Linked DNA regions of Sus scrofa: region 1 is linked to region 2. The links are chromatin contacts, called in public Hi-C maps. All regions are on one chromosome and are shown on one strand. Each heading gives the region's core, a stretch centred on a gene start, on an enhancer-like site or on the middle of the called end of the contact. The rest is flanking DNA. Distances are from core to core; before and after follow the strand shown. Region 1 has its middle 66 kb from the start of PARD3. Region 2 overlaps PARD3 (partitioning defective 3 homolog).

Evidence for each region. Hi-C and Micro-C count contacts between places; a contact is called where the count stands out from the background.
Region 1: a contact with region 2 is called in a Hi-C map of liver, with 10 times the contacts expected there. The contact joins two enhancer-like sites. A contact is called at or near these places in 5 of 47 Hi-C or Micro-C datasets (embryonic fibroblasts, liver and subcutaneous adipose tissue) and 1 of 2 datasets of contacts at active chromatin or transcription factors (skeletal muscle).

What each region holds. Positions count from the first base shown.
Region 1 is chr10:57,664,662-57,668,297 of Sscrofa11.1, reverse strand. No RefSeq gene overlaps it. Among named protein-coding and RNA genes, the nearest start is that of PARD3, 66 kb to the right of the region's middle. Within about 2 kb of position 1,762, at least 5 of the 83 cell types and tissues checked have an H3K27ac peak or open chromatin away from gene starts, as enhancers often do. A contact at or near this core is called in liver, where this site is marked.
Region 2 is chr10:57,478,323-57,481,908 of Sscrofa11.1, reverse strand. All of the region lies in intron 2 of PARD3 (partitioning defective 3 homolog), which reads left to right. Among named protein-coding and RNA genes, the nearest start is that of PARD3, 120 kb to the left of the region's middle. Within about 2 kb of position 2,043, at least 2 of the 83 cell types and tissues checked have an H3K27ac peak or open chromatin away from gene starts, as enhancers often do. A contact at or near this core is called in liver, where this site is marked.

The DNA.
Region 1 (3,636 bases), core at 513-3,012, 190 kb before region 2:
GCTGGCCTACACCACAGCCACGTCAACACCTGATCTGAGCCATGTCTGCAACCTACACTGCAGTTCTAGCCGATGCCAGATCCTTAACCCACCAAGCGAGGCCAGGGATCGAATCCACATCCTCACAGACACTATGTCGGGTTCTTAACCCGCTGAGCCAAAACCGGAATTCCGAGTTACGCCTGTTCTGAACATGGTCACTTAGGATGGCAAACTGCCCCGTCCACAAACCCGCTCTGCCAAACAGTGTCAATGCCCCCAGCCCACCTTCCTCCTCCTCTCTCCAGAGCCCTCAGCACCTGCAGCAAACTAGAGAATGTGCCTATTTATTACAGTTGTTATCTGTATTGTCTCCAAACTGGAATGCACCTTCCTTGAAGACAGGGGTCTTTGTTCTGTTCCCCGTGCATCCCCAAACCCGAGCACCGTACCCAGCCCACAGCTGGCACTTGGTAAAGACGTACCAGAGGCATCAATCTACCTAATGGAACAGCATCACATGGCCTTGCTGGTGAAGCCTGTGGAGCTGCTACGGCCCAGTCACGTCTTACCTGGGAAAAGACCAGGGGCCAGCCTCCTCCGAGCTGAGTCTGTTGTCTTATAGATGCATTCACGGACTGCTGGTTAGGCTTCTGTTTCCCTTTTTTCCTTTTAGCACCTGTAATTATCCTGAAAGACAATTTCAGTGTGTTAGTAAATTGAAACCGTTTTCTAATATGGGTGATTTATTCTGATGTATGTGCTTTTCCAGGCTTGCAGCTGGGCTGGCCTCTTGCGTAGGCCACACATGTAGTGTTAGGTAGTTAGAAGTGTCCAGGGAAGCCAACGTGCCCCCAAATATCTTCCTACTGGTGCGGCAGTCCACCAGGAGGTTGACTGGGGGTGGGGGGAAGTTAACGAAGTCTGTGATGACTTCAACCTGGGGGAGGAAAGTCTTGATTGTTCACTGTTAGCTAAATCCGAAAGGGTGAGAAACAGTCTGGAAATACATTAGAGAATGAATTAAAGTTGGGAGCATGAAAATGCATATCATGGCAGTGGCTTGTGGACAGCATGTCTGCCAATCACAGTGCTGTTTTCCTTTCATGCCCTTCAGAACAGGACGTCAGCGGCTGGTCAGGTCAGGACTAGGAAGTGTGTATATGTCACAGAGGACAGGTCAGAAGGCAGCACAGTGGCACCTGGGCCACTCTCTCTGGGCTCCCTGAGGGCTGCCTCTCAGGTGAGGCTCAGTTTAGAGAACCAACAATTTATTTATATATTTATAAATATATATTATATACATATTTTTTAAAATAATTTACAATGTTCTTATTTCTGCCATACAGCAAAATGACCCAGTCATACGCATATATACACATTTACATTCCTTTTTCTTATATTATCTTCCATCATGACCAATCCCAAGAAACTGGCAATAGTTCCCTGTGCTGTGCAGCAGGACCTCATTGCCCATGCATTCAAAATGTAATAGTTGGCACCTACTAATCCCAAACTCCTAGTCTATCGCACTCCCTCCCCGTCCCCCCCGCCTCTTGACAACCACGAGTCTGCAGAGAACCAAACATTTAGAACAGCAGTCATCTTCCAAACAGCAAAAACTTCTGCCTACATTAAAAAAAAAAAAAAAAAAAAAAAAATCACCTGGTGACAAAGACAAGCACAGCAGTTTTTGTTGGAAGGATTCTCCCGGATCTTCCTGATCCATCTACTGGGAAGTTATGGGAATGAATCACTTCATTGACCTGGGATTGACCTGGGATCGACTGCCCCTTCAGCCTTGCCCAGGGCACTCAGGCTGGCAGCGTTCCTACCAGACACACATCCGACTCCTACACAAAGGAGGAAGGGAACACCTCGGGCCTCGGAGGCCGTGGGTGAGGAAAACGAATCCTGGAGCGTCCTCCTTTTCTCTCTAGAAAGAGCAGGGGCTGGAAGGGCGCTCAGTGAAAGTGGGGACACCGGTTTGGACGGTGGCACATCTGTGGTTTCTGAAGCGCAGGCTTGTCCACAAACGTAACTTCTCTAAGGGAACGTCCTTCCGCTGCTTCTCCCGGTTTGAGGCTGGGGGTTCTGGCAGGGACCTCCACCCGCCTTCATTAGGCCGCTTTCACCAGGGCGCTCAGGCAAGGCCTCCGCTCCGAAGTCGCTGAAGCCTTGGGTCCATCGAAGGCCTGCCTGGCTCACTTCGCCGAGGGCGGAAGTCCCGGACTTACTTCCCAGCGTGTGCCAAGCCCAAGCTGCGCGCCCCAGAAGCTTCCAGCGCCAGCCCCTCCAGGACCTGGGGGCGGGGCCGCAGCAGGAAAGGGAGGAGCCTGGAAGGCCCGGGGAGGGGCGGAGCCTGGACTGAGAAGGGCGTGTCCTGGGTAGGGCCTTACCTTGGAGGGGCGGGGCCTCGATTTGAGCCGAACCCAGGGGAAGGCAGAGCCTGGGGTGGGGTAGGCAGGGCTAAGCCAGTCCGGGGAGGAGACTTACTCTGGGGGGCGGTGCTGGGTGGGCGTGGCCTGGGAAGGGGTGGGGCCTGACTTGAGAAGGGCGATCCCTGGGCAGAGCCTGGACTTGGACGGCTATGATCCCTTGCTCGCTGTTGCCTCAGGTCTTGTCCCCAGCTACTGCGCTGGGAATCTGATCTGGAAGGGTTTCCTTGTGGAGAGAGTGCAGCAAGGATGATGGGCTCTAGCCTTCTTGTGTGTGTCCTGCTCTGCTGACAAACAGAGACAGACTAGCTGGTTCATACAAAGAAATGACCCCCATCTGGGGGGCCAGGCATTTTCCCACCACCACCACACTCCTGGCCAATAGAGTAATCAGAGAGACACCGGCCCATTAGGGATGAGCTGCCTTTCAGGTGAGTTGAATTGTGAGACCTTCCACGAATCAAAATGCTTTTAAGTGGCTATGGTTTTAAAAATCACGAAAGTTAGAGTTCCCATCGTGGCTCAGTGGTTAATGAATCCGACTAGGAACCATGAGGTTGCAGGTTCGATCTCTGGCCTCGCTCAGTGGGTTAAGGATCCAGTGTTGCTGTGAGCTGTGGTGTGGGTTGCAGATGCAGCTCAGATCCCGAGTTGCTGTGGCTGTGGTGTAGGCCGGCAGCTACAGCTCCGATTGGACCCCTAGCCTGGGAACTTCCATATGCCTCCAGAACAGCCCTAGAAAAGACAAAAAAAAAAAATCGCGAGAGTCATACAAGTTTATTGCCTTACAAGTCAAAATAATGCTGTTGTATATGGAGTAAAAAGTGAACCCCCCCTCCCTTTAAATCCTTTGCCCTCCATTCCCACTGTCCACAGGTAAGCGTTGTTGAAGGTTTGCTGCCTCTTTCTGGAGCTTTTCCTGTCCATTAAGTGAGTGCACACATTAAACACACTTATGGTATTTTTTTCTTATGTACATAGGGCTATAGCTTATATACTCAAAGCAAAGCACTGTGCCAGGAGAGTGTTCCTAGCAATATTTGATCCATCTCATTCTTTTCAGCCAGGGCATATCATTCCATAGTATGTATGCAACCATGAAAATGTTTGGTGGCTGTATGAGTTTCCTAGGGCTGCTATTAAAAAAAAAAATTACTACATTCTTGGTGGCTTAAAACAACAGAAATTGATTCTCTCACAGTCCTAGAGCCTAGAACTC
Region 2 (3,586 bases), core at 794-3,293:
TGGGCTCACGAAGTCTCGGTAGGAGCCCTGCCTGCACCCCCTTCAGCATTCACGCTCCAAACACACCTCGCATTTTGAGCAGGTGGGGCATTGACGGGTAGGGTTCAGCAACAGGATTGAAAAAAGAACTTTAAAGCTGTACCGGGACTTACTTTATGGCCCATATACGGCCTCCTTTGATGGGTGTTTCACGCGTACTTGAGAATATGGTGGGTTCTGTGACCGGGTTAAGGTCGTTCATGTTCTTTTTTAGATTTTGCAGCAATTTGTTGCTCAGCAATTGAAAAGAATGCGCTCTTCTTTCAACGCAGTTCACCGTTAGATCATACACAAGAGTCAAGGAGAAGGCAAGTTGGGTGACCCCAGACAGTGGCATATTGAAATCACAGGGGACTTTTAAAAATTATTGTCTTTAAAAATGTTTAAATATTTATGTATTTATTTGGGCCACGCCCTCAGCATGCAGAAATTCCCCAGGCCAGGGACTGAACCTGCTCCACAGCCCTGACAATGCCGAATCCTTAACCACTAGGCCTCCAGGGAGCTCTGAAATCACAGGATACGTAATAAACCGTGTTTTACATTTTGTATTCTTACTGAATTTGATGATGATAAATCTACATTGTCCTTTATTATATATCTTATATAATCCTATACCTATCCTACATATATATATATATATATATGTATCTCCTATACAATCTTGTATATCTTAAACAAGTTAAAGCTTTAAACCTGAGAAAAATATTTTATATTAGTAGGTGAAATAAGTTTTCACACAGTTTTCTATCATGTAGATTAAATTGAGTTTTCAAATAGAAAAATGCTAACGGGTACGATGTACCACGACGAAAACGGCTTTTATTTTTATTTATAAGATTTTTTTTTTTCTTTTTACGGCTGCACCTGGAGCATATGGAAGTTCTCAGGCTAGGGGATGAATTGGAGCTGCAGCTGAGGCCTACGCCACAGCCACAGCCACGCCAGGTCTTTAACCCACTGAGCAAGGCCAGGGATCAAAGCCGAATCCTCACAGACACTATGTTAAGTTGTCAACGTGCTGAGCCACAACAGGAGCTCCTAAAATGGTTTTTAAATCATCGTTTTACTTGTTCAGAAGTATTTAAATATGTGTATTATAGAATTAAAGTTTTGAATGAGCATCTGACAGGCCCCATTTTAAGTTGCAACTGTGAAAAATATAATTAATCCAGAATCCCCATATCCAGATTCACTGGTGTTGTAGGATGCATTATTCAAACAGAGGGGTTGTGTGTTGTCAGTTGTATGGCTCTTTTCCATGGTTTTGAAATTTGATTCTGATTTTATCACCCTTGAGTGTTTTCAACATTTTTGGCAGGTATCTTGACACCTATTTTGCTTTTAGGTTAAAAAAGCATTACAGTTCTCCTAAACAGTGAGATTTCTTTCTTTTTTTTTTCTTTTTTTTTTTCTTTAAAGGTCCTGTTCTATGAAACTCCTGTGGGCACATGTTTATAGCTACCTGGCCCAGGGAAGTGCGGTCTCTGTGAGCCAGGCTGGAACACCTGTATTTTGCACCCCCCACACCCCAACCAGCTTCTATTTTCATTCACAAACTGTGAAAACAAGGCTTCAGTGGCCCTGCCCTGTCGCTCGTGTCATGTGGAAAACTCTCTTAAAGATACAGATTTTATACTCGGTCACCATGAATGTGTAAAATAATGAAAAAAATTTTTAATTGAGGGAAATTAGGATTAAGAGGCAATAATTCCAATAATAGCAGAAGGCAATCAAAGTACCTGATTAGCTGTAGTTTTGCTCATTAGCCTTTAGTTACATCCAAGTTCAGTGCACAGCACGGAGGAAGTTTCCATTTAGTGCCGATAGGCTTCCAACTCCAGGGTTTACCCAGATGTGCTCAAAACAGTGCGAGTGTGGGTTGTCTTGGGTTCTTGGAGTAGGTTTGACTTTTTTCTAAGACAGAGAATAGTCCAGATCTGCTTTGGGCATACGGATGTGCCCACGTGCCCTGTTTGTTTGTCCCTTGTGGACATTGCTGCTTCCCGAGAGGGCACAGCGTCCGCCCACACATGCTGTCGCCCTGTTCTGTTTGCCCTTAGTGTGTGATCCTGTTTTCTCGATTGACATTCTGCCACATTACGAAAAACCGAAGTGCTTTTCACGTCGTCTCCAGCACCGTGTACAACAGCTGTAACCCAAGCCTTGCTGAGTGCTGGCTGTGTTCTGTCTGAATGTCTGTCTTCCTGGTTTGCTCTTCTTGTTTATTATTTACTATCCATGAGCCTCCCTGGCTCCTCAGTCACCCCTGTCATTCCCTCTGTGAATGACAGGAAACCCCACTGAGTAGGTGACAGGATCAAAATCCTGGGCATTCATGTCTTCCTGCAGCCTGACTGTAGGGGCGTCCACAGAGGTTTCCCAGGAACCGACCTGCACGTAGAGTTGGGGGGAGTGTGCTTTGGGGGGCTGGCGATCAGCAGCAAGAGAGGCTTTTTCTCACTCATGCCATGCTCTTCTCTTTTGCGTCTCTGGTGCTGAAGGTGATTTAAGATGTGGCATCAAGCATTGCCTGTGTTGCACTGGGATGCAATTTGGTTTTGACCAAGAATGCTGTGATGCGTGTTCTGTTTTGCTGATGACCTTGGGAAGTCTCTTCCACTCTCAGTTTCTCGATGTCTGTGGGAAGCGTGGGTGGAGTAGCAGTTTAAACTCTGGAGAGCGTGTCTGATTAGGCGAGGTCCAGGCACCATGAAAGGTGCTTGTGGAGACAGTTGGCTGCTGCCTGGGGGAAAGAAGCCAGAATCCTCAGGTGGACAGTCTGGCCAGTGTCCTCACTAGAAGAATGTTGAGAAAAAGACACTTTTGAAATCGGAAGTTCCCACTGTGGCTCAGCTGGTTAAAGACCTGATGTTGTCTCCACGAGGATGCAAGTTCCGATCCTGGCCTCGCTCAGTGGGCCAAGGATCCAGCATTGCCACAAGCTGCAGCATAGGTGGCAGAGGTGGCTCGGATCCTGTGTTGCTGAGGCTGTGGTATAGGCTGGCAGCTGCAGCTCTGATTCATCCCCTAGACTGGGAACCTCCATATGCCACAGGTATGGCAGTAAACAAGAAAAAAAAAAAAAAAAAGTACTGGGGGAGTTCCCTTGTGGCTCAGTGGGTTAAGGGTGTGGCATTTTTACTGCTGTGGCTAGGGTTGCTGCTGTGGCACAGGTTCGATCCCTGGCCTAGAAAATTCTATGTACCTTGAGTGGGTGCAGCAAAAAAAAAAAAAAGTATGGGTATTGTGGGGAAGCTCCAATTTCTACATGCTGGTGAAAGCACAGAGGTGCTTAGCACATGCTTTCACCTTTCTTCTCTGTGAAACTGGTGCAGTTTTTGTGCCTTGTGTGTTAATGATCTTACTGCCCTGTCCATGTTTATATTTGTATTTCAGAAAATGCGTTGTTAGAAATTTTGCTTTTGAAATACATGTGTGGCTGAACTTTTAGGTAAGGAACATTCCTTAATTTAATTTAATTTAATTTTTGTCTTTTGTCTTGTTAGGGCCACACCTGTGCCATATGGAGGTTCCCAGGCTAGGG